2 separate regions of the Mus musculus genome follow, and region 2 is linked to region 1. A link is a contact called in public Hi-C data. All regions are on one chromosome and are shown on one strand. Each heading gives the region's core, a stretch centred on a gene start, on an enhancer-like site or on the middle of the called end of the contact. The rest is flanking DNA. Distances are from core to core; before and after follow the strand shown. Region 1 has its middle 37 kb from the start of Cdc42bpa. Region 2 holds the start of Cdc42bpa (CDC42 binding protein kinase alpha).

Evidence for each region. A called contact is a pair of places that touch in the nucleus more often than the background predicts.
Region 2: a contact with region 1 is called in a Hi-C map of cortical glia, with 1.5 times the contacts expected there. The contact joins the promoter of Cdc42bpa here to the enhancer-like site in region 1. A contact is called at or near these places in 1 of 39 promoter capture datasets (3T3-L1-derived adipocytes), 10 of 484 Hi-C or Micro-C datasets (the HL-1 cell line, the MNK3 cell line, the N1E-115 cell line and 7 more), 5 of 115 datasets of contacts at active chromatin or transcription factors (embryonic stem cells, neural progenitor cells and pancreatic cancer cells) and 3 of 9 other capture datasets (adipose tissue, liver and pancreatic islet).

The regions. Positions count from the first base shown.
Region 1 is chr1:179,921,178-179,925,730 of GRCm38.p6, forward strand. No RefSeq gene overlaps it. Among named protein-coding and RNA genes, the nearest start is that of Cdc42bpa, 37 kb to the right of the region's middle. Within about 2 kb of position 2,509, at least 15 of the 459 cell types and tissues checked have an H3K27ac peak or open chromatin away from gene starts, as enhancers often do. A contact at or near this core is called in the N1E-115 cell line, cerebral cortex, cortical glia and 1 more, where this site is marked.
Region 2 is chr1:179,958,225-179,962,777 of GRCm38.p6, forward strand. It overlaps Cdc42bpa (CDC42 binding protein kinase alpha), which reads left to right and starts at 2,536. Exons shown (of 37, transcript NM_001359541.1): 1 at 2,536-3,063. The coding sequence starts at 2,886.

The sequences.
Region 1 (4,553 bases), core at 1,259-3,758:
TTTTATCGGGGATTTTATGACAGCAAAAAGCAAAGAAACCGGTACTATGATTATTTTCTTAAAATGGGATAGAAAATATCTATGTCTATGTGACATAATGTCCCTAGTGCTCCTTAGGGACCACGGTTTGGCAAGGACTGGGCTTGGAAAGTTAGGATGGAGTCTCAATCATTTTGATAACAAAAATCTTCTGGCACATATTCAATCCAGTAGCTGGTCAGTTAGTTATTAGGATGGGATATTTGTGCTGCTGGAAATAGACCCAAGGCTTCATGCATGTTAGGCAAGCCTCCACTACTGGGGCACACCCACCCTGGGATGGCTCTCTGATGCTGGTCTGTGGAATCTACAAAGTGTCCCACAGAAGTAGGATCACACGACTAAAGAAGATGAGTTGACTGATTAAACAAAAACTATACTTTGATGATTCAATTAATATAATGGACTCAGTGATCCAGAATATAATTTCACCATTATCTATAACTGTAGATATAAGCGTCTCTGTGCTGTCATCTAATTCTTTATGGCGATTGTTACGAGAGGATATTATGAATGTCTACAGTTGATTTTCATTTCGTATTTAGAGCAGTATGCCATGTCGCCTAGGCTGGCCTTGAACTCACTATGTAGCTGAGCACAACTTTCAAATTCTGTTCTTCCTGGTTTCCCTTCTCAAATGCCAGGATTATGGGCATTTGAGCACGTCCACCCCCCCCCCAACCTAGTAATGAGAATTGAACCCAAAACTTCATGTATGCCAGCAAACACTCCACCAACTAATCTACTCCCCAGTCCCACACAGTTTATTTTTATAGTCAGTGTTATTTATTGCTTTGCCAGACTGCTTTGTATGGATTTGAGACTTTCTACAACTACTTGTGCATTATTTCATTCTCTAATGGTTGGTTGACCCAGAGATGGTTGATATTTTCCTTTAAAACTCACGCAAATTCCCTGGAGATATATAACCCTTGGCAGAGACACTGACAACTTTTATATCTAAGTGCTCTTGAGTGAATACGTGTAGCTGGTGGATATTTAAAAAATATGTAACAAGCAAAAGTCTAGCCATTGGTTTCAAATATCTGGGGGATGAGTATGAAGATTAGAAGAGATACCTATGTCATACTGACTTAGTATCTTCAGGAAGCCAGATAGGGCTTACTGTACATGCCTGCAATCCAAGCACTCAAGCAACTGAAGCAAGAAGATTGCTTTGAGTTCAAGGTCAGTCCAAGTACACAGTGAGTATGAGGTTAGCTTAGATATGAAATAGACCCTCTCTCAACAACAAAAACAAAACAATAACAACAGAATTGAATAGGACATCAAATCTTTTGTAATAGCAAATTAACCCCAAATTTACCCCAATAAAGACTCAAAGAAGGCATAATATATGGGGATCTTATAAATTCAGTCTGAGATGAAGTGAGATTGACACAGCCAGATGCGGAGAGTCTTCAAATAGATTGAGGTAGGCAGAAGAATGGCCCTCCAAAGAAGTCCATACCGTAATTTCCAGGACCTGAGAACATGTAGGTGGCAAGGGAGACTTTGCAAAGAGTATTGAGTGGGAAGTATTATCTATGTGGGGCCAATGTAATCTATAAAGGTGTTAGAGCCGGTGGGGAGGCTGAACAGAGGCTGCCTTAGTTAGGGTTTCATTGCTGTGAAGAGAAACCATGACCAAGGCAACTGCTATAATGGAAAACATTTAAGTGAGGCTGGCCTGTAGTTTCAGAGGTTTAGTTCATTACCATTATGGCAGGAAGCATGGCAGTGTGCAGGCAGACGTGGTGCGGGAGGAGCTCAGGGTTCTGCATCTCCATCTGCAGGCAGCAGAAGGAGGCTGTGTGTCACACTGGGTGTAGCTTGAGCATAGGAGACTTCAAAGCTCACCCCCACAGTGACACACTTTCTCCAACAAGGCCACACCTACTCCAACAAGCCACACCTTCTAATGATGCCACTCCCTATTGGCCAAGATTCAAACACATGAGTCTATGGGGGTGGGGGGCATACCTGTTCAAACCACCACAGAAGCAAAAGATGGGATGATACCATTGTGGAGAAGGAGCTTGGGACGAAGGGAAAGGGCAGTGCCTGGGGTTGGACATAGGCAGAAAGCTCTGCCACTGAAAACTATCCTGCTGGCACTTTGAATACTAGTAAGACTAAATTGACCCCTGATCCTTGAGACTGTGAGAAGAGAATCCATTTGTATTGTGTTGAGCTGCTAAAGTTGTGGTGGCGTGATAGAGCAACAATAGGAAATGGACACAGTGGCTCTTTGTCACCCTCTCCAGCGTGCAACTGTTGCTGGTGTCTGGATGTGCACAGAAGCCCCCAGCTCTCAGGCCTCTGCACACTGTGTTTTCCTTGCTTGTAGAGATTCCCACTGTTTCAGCGAGGCACGGAGAAGCCCAAGCCTTCCACAGACTCTCTCCAGGGTCCTCCAGAGTGACAGCTTTTCACTTCTGCTCTCCTACCCACCTACTTCCGCTCTCCCACCAATCTAGAAATTTCTACCCCCACAGGACCCTGAATCCCAGCACCTGTCCATTGTCCCCCGCCCCCTGCTGTCCTCATTTCTCTCTGCCCCATTTAGAGTTCTTGGGCAGTCACTGTAAACATTCCCCGGCCCACACATTAGCCAGCCTGGCTTATTTCTCACTTTGATGCACTTCCTTGCCAGAATTCCAGTCCGGTTTCTATCCAGTTTCCAGCCTACTCCTTGCCTGCATTGGGACAGCTGAGAGCAGTTGAAGAAAAACAATACAACCAGGCTGTGTTGGTTGGGATTTAGAACCCAAGCAGCTGGAGGCCTGTCTGGCTCTCCCATCCCTTCACAGGACGCTGCACTCCCCTCCCTGACAACTTTATTCCGCCCCTCTCCAGCGTTTGAACAGGTTCATTCCTTTCTTCTTCCTTACTTCCAACTACAGGATTGTGCTTCGAGATGGCTCCTCCCATAGTTCCTGCCCACCTCCCACTTCACTGTCTGCAAGTTCACCTTGGCTCTGAATGTGGTGCTTTCTGTGCTCCTGACCTGGGCTGCAGTTTCCACATTTGTGCCCGGTTCCTTTGTGTTCCCTTGCTCCTGGGCTTTGCCCAGGCCTTCTTACCCTTATTTTAAATGCCATTGTTTTCTTTTGAATTTTATGGGATCATTCGTATTTTATAACCAAACTCCTTGAAAGCATTGTTTTTCTATTCTCCAGGTCTGTGTCAGTCTCTCTGTCTCCATCTTCCTCCCTTATTCAGTAGAGAATGAATCAGGGTGGACACTGAATTGTGGCTGGTGTCTGTGGTACTAGTTACCCGGCTGGTGAGGGAGGATATGGTCCAAGAATTAGAGACTAGCCTAAGTGACACAGGGAGACACTGGGGTTGGGTGGGCTGGGATAGTAATCTATCTCTCAATTGCTCACCCTAGTCATCCAAGATCTCCCAGATAGGTGTTACTTCTTAACCATTCTACCACCTTCTAATAGCAGGCTAGGGATAGAGCTTTGGGGAATATTTCACATCTAAATTATAGTACACTCCACATATAATCATCAACCAGTCTTACCAGCTGTATATACGTCTACAGCTTAGGACCTAGCCCCTTGCCAGCCTTGTCTCTACAGCTGCGGTGCCAGCGACCAGCCATCAGGTGTTATTGTTTCCTTTTGGGGCTGTCATGTTGACCTCATGATTGGTCCTCTTGTTTCTTTTTTTTTTCTTTTTTTTTTTTTTTTCTGGAGCTGGTATTTTATTTCTTTGTGTACATTAGGCCATGAATTCGTATGGAATGGGCTCCAACAGCTCAGGCTCTTTTCCGTTAGTCCTCACAAAGTGTGCTTCTCTGGGTGGCACAGGCTGGCGCTTCAGCTGCACCCAGGTGCCCTTCTCTTTGGCTTCCTTTTTCTTCTGGTCGTTCTCCTTCACCCGCTTCAGGAAGCTGTCTCTGCTCTTTGAGTGCTTGATGTGCTCAATCCGCACATTGATCCACTTGGCCAGAATTTTGCCCTTCCACGGCATGCTGGGTGACATTGTAGACTCTTCCGGTTTTGCCGTGGTAGAACTTATGGGGCATTCCTTTTTGAACAGTGCCCATTCCCTTGATGTCTACAATATCACCCTTCTTGTAGATTCGCATGTATGTGGCCAAAGGAACAACGCCATGTTTCCTAAAAGGCCTAGAGAACACGTACCGGGTACCTCTCCTCTTTCCCTTTGTGTTCGTCATTTTGGCGAGTTACTGGAAGATGGCTGCGGCGGCCCGGTCCTCTTGTTTCTACCCGGCCTGCTTGTCCCCACAGAGTGAGTCAGTTTTCAGCATAGACGTTACCAATTTAACAAATATGTTAACTGAGTATTGAGCTTACTAAAATCTGAAATGCCATCTCATGTCTGCCCTGTCTTCTCCAGAATCAATACAGAAGCCTCTATAGTGGCCGCCTCTGACTTTGTTTCCTCGATACCTGATACCTGTCCTGGTCACTATTCTCCAGCTATGCTGGCTTCCTCAATAGACCCTAACATGCCAACTGTGTCTCTGTCTCAGG
Region 2 (4,553 bases), core at 1,286-3,785, 37 kb after region 1:
ACTTCTATCATGTTGGGCCTAGGGATGGAACTCGGGCTGTCTGGCTTGGCAGCAGGGGTTTTTCTTGCTGAACCATCTGGTCTCTGTGTGCTCTTTTAAAAAACTTTTAAAAACATTTTTATGACTTACTCTCCTGAGTAAATGAACTTGTTAAAAAATGTGTTGACTTCATTTTAAAAACTTGGTGAGGCTGAAGAACATTTCTTGACCTACATAGATGATTACAGACGATATAAAACTATCCCTTCCCATGCAACGTCTTTGTTAAAATGGTAGGGAAAAAAGACACCAATGGCAATGAAATAACAACAGTAACTAATGTCAAATGATATTATTTAGTTTAGGATCACATTTCACGTCTATAATTTTGTTACTAGTACAATTAAGGAACAGGCACACTCAAAGATTTCATGGCTGGAAATGATTAACCTTTTGTCTGAACCTATCAAGTATCACTCACATGTCAAGAACACATTGAAAATAATGCAGACCTTACTTATGCCAGCAAGAAGAGACTCGGAAAGTATACATTTCAGAAAAGATTCACTATATTCTGCGAATCACAGCAACTTTAACCTGAGCCGTCATTTTCTGACTTATCTAGGCCTTCGTTTCTGGTTCTCCCTGTTTTTGCATTACTGAGATGTAAGAATGATTCATTGCATGCGTTGCCACGGAAAACGGGTGTAGGGAAGGCATATAAAATAACCACGTTTTGGAGGAGGCGCTCACTTGGGGGTGGGGGCGATAACAGAAACGCAATATTCCGGTTTAGCTGTATCAAAAGTAGAACCTTCCATGAGCATTATGGAGGGAACTCTCTCAAAATCTAAGACCACAAAACCCTGAAAGGGCCCCACCAGCAGCAGGTGCCTTGGCTCTTCAGTGACTTGCTTTTTGCTGCATTGCTACCGGGCCGCAGAGTGGCTGTCCCCATACCTGAAAAGTGTGCTGACAGAGAGTTGTAGGTTTGGTGACAGTGACGAACTATGTTGATTGCGGGAGCTGAATCCCCAGGGGAGCTTGTCACCTTGGGTGAAGAATAACAGGCATGATCTAGGATATTTCTGGAGGAAAACATGCCAGGCTTCACATTGGGGGAAACTTTGGGAAACAGAAACGGGAATCCCTCTCCTTTGAGATCCCGCATGCACGACAGGGATGGTGAAGCAGACCAGTCTCTTATTATTTTTCCATCCTGGGGGAGTGACACAAACGCTGTGGATTAGGAACACCGGAAATTAGGAGTCTGGGGCGTGGGAAAGCCGAATGGGGGCAGGGTGGGCAGGTAAACAGCGTCTGGAGCGGCTGTCTTGTCTTAGAGCGGTTGGAAGCCGAGGGTACCCTTGCGGGACCGACGGCATCTCCGCAGAAGTGGAGGAAGAAGGCCGGCTGGGGGGTGGTCACCGCGGGGACCCCGGGCGGCGGCGAGGCACCGTGGCGCAGTTCCCAGCCCGTGCCTCACCGAGCCAACCCGTTCCACACCCGAGTCGCCCCGGGGGACCCCGCTTCCCTGGCTGCGGCAGCCGCAGCGCCGCGGGCCGAGGCGATCCCCCTCCCCCGGGGCTCGGGCTCGGCTGGGCCGCAGCGCGCCGCTTCCAGCGGGGTCGGGGGGCGGGGCGCGCCGCCATTTTGGATCCGGACGGTCCGCGAGCCTCCGCCTGCGCGCCGCGGCGCCGGGAGCGGCCTCGGGGAGCCTAGGGCGCGGGCGCGGGCGGCGCGGGCGCGAGCGGCGCGGGCGGGAGGGCGGGCGGGGGAGGCGGGCAGAGGAGGAAGGGAGTGGTTGGGAGCCGGGCTGCGGCAGCCTCAGGTCTCCTCAGCGGCGGCAGCGCCCCCTCCTCCCGCGCCTCAGCCGCCTGCGTCCGTCGGGAAAGATGCCCTCAGCCCAAGGCTGGGAAGAAGGGACTCGAGTCGCCGCCCGAACCGCGGCTGCCGCCCGCGTCCTCTGAATTCGTCAGCGCAGCCCCTCGCCGAGGGGCGGCGGCGGCGGCGGCCGCAGGGCGCGAGCGGGAGCCCGGGCGCTGCGCCCGGCGGCACGGCGCGGCCCGCCAGCGGCCTCCGGCATGGAGCGGGCTCGCGCGGCCAAGTAGCCGCCGCCCCCGGAGCCCGGCGCGAGAGCCGCCCGCAGCCCGCCTCATCCCGGCTGCGCCGCCGGCCAGGCCCCGGGAGAAGCCGGGAGGAAGATGACGCGTCCTCGCCGCAGTCCGCTGGAAGCAAGACTCGCTGCAAAGCCCTAGGAAGAAAGAGCTCGGAGCGGAGGCTCGGCGTGCTCCGAGCCGAGCCGGGAGAACTGCTCCGGCAGCTGCCCTCCCTTTGCCGCGGAGGACTCGCCCAGGCGCTATCCGAGTGGAGGTTGGGAGCATTTGCAGAATTTTTGGCTTTCCCTCCCCCTCCATACGTTGCCCCCTCCTCCTTTTTCAATTTTTCTTCTTCCCGGGAAGTGAATTGCTGATGCCAAGGGGACTTTATTCATTAATGATGCAACTGGATTCGTTTCAGGATTATGTTGCACGAATTGAATTTTGAATGAAGGAGTTTTTTTTTTTTTTTTTAAGGAGTGTTGACTCTTTAGTTCGTTGTACTTTTAATTATTATTTTATTTAAATGTACAATTTAATTGTATTATTCTCTTAAAATATTAAATCTATATTTTATGGAAACTCACCCTCAAGATATATATGTTTATGGGTGAAATTGGAGACGCTTCCGTTAAGTGAGGTGACTGGTGTATTGGATGTTTAATTCAGCACCGGCATTGCATGACAGTTGTTGAAATAACAAGTGGTTTATTTTTAAAAACCACATCTTTAAACTTTTAGGTTCAGATAGTAACAGTAGACATCGTAAGGGCATTTAAAAGAAAACCAGCAGAAATCGAAGCAAACATGTCCGGAGAAGTGCGTTTGAGGCAGTTGGAGCAGTTTATTTTAGATGGGCCAGCTCAGACCAATGGGCAGTGCTTCAGTGTGGAGACGCTACTGGACATCCTCATCTGTCTTTACGATGAATGCAATAATTCTCCATTGAGAAGAGAGAAGAACATTCTTGAATATCTAGAATGGGGTAAGTTTTCTTCTAATGCGTTGCTGGGCGTGAGCATTATTAACTATAGTGAAAATGATGTGTATAGCCTTAACAACAGAACAAACGCCTATTAGTCAAGACTTCTCTCTCCTAGTTTTTCTTAACTGTTTGCCAGGGCAAAGCGGTGCCACTTAGTTGTTGCCTGGTTGTTTGGCCTTGCTGTTTGTGAACTCACTGCGTCTGGGGGGGGGGGGGGGCGGGCAGCAGCAGGAGCTTCAGAAGGAAGGCTGGGATTGGCAGAATTGGATTATTGAGCACAGTTGTCACAACCGTTCAGTGGGAGGGTATTTGTTGGTTGGAACATTCCTTCCCAGTCTTTGAAAATCACAGGAGATTTGAGGAGATGCTGAAGTCCCTGTGTTAATTTTAGGACAACAGGAATGTGGAGGTGGTGATCAGGGGGTTTAGTCTCATCTCTGGATAGCACTGGCAAAGGAAAGTACTAAACATGGACTTTCCAAAAATCACTAGGTTCCTGAGAAATAATAGAAATTATGTGTATGTGTGTGTGTAAAAAGATGTAGTTGGAGGATGTTTGGAGGCAGCTCCACCTGCCTTAGATTTTATTCTAAATTGAATTTGTGTCTATACTGGCTAGATGTGACCCAGGTGACCTATAGTAGTGGACTAGATCAGTGATGCGGGCAAACTCTGCATGTGACCTTCAAGGCTTGTCTGAACTCCAGGAGCCTCTGATGTCACTCACTCGTGTGAGGGAAGTCTGACATCCAGCAGTGGCCATCACTGCCCAGGCTGGTAGAGAGTGGTACCATAGCTCTGGAAGGATTTAGGCCATTTAGAATTTTGAGCTGTTGAAATACTTTTAGCTAGCTAAATGATTTTTATATCGACGATCTTTATTCCCAAGTAAACCTTAATTTTTCTGAAGTAAAAAATTTAAGTGGCCGTTGTTGTTTCTGTTTTCAAATTCATTCAAAATTTGTTTCTCAAGTCAACTCCCACTTTAAGAATGCTAACATGAAGCAATTTGAATTCTCCAGTTTTCCAGTATTAGATGAGTGATTGCTAGTAGCACGATGTTTCAGGGTTTAAAAGAAAATGTACAAATGTGCATGGGATGATTTCACAAAGCAGTTTGCCATCAGCGTGCTGGGAATGTAAGGAATCTTAAATCAGTTGTCAGGCAACTTCTCGCTTGAGAGTAGGTAATTTTTATGTTGGCACTGACTTTGCATTTACCTGCCTTTTTATGTGCAGGATACAATATTTTATGAAGCATATGGAATCTTACACCCTGTGTTTCATAAACTTAGGAATTCTGTGGTGTTTCTTTTTTTGAAGACTTAAAAGGTTTCAGTACTTTTAGAGTTGGAATTTGAGTCCTTCAGTTACAGCTTCATAGTGATACTGTAGTCTGTGATTATGATTGTCATTTAATATCCTTTTCATTTGCAAAACGGTAGGAGAACTCTTTGTACATAGCAGTGGCAAATATAATTTAAAATAGT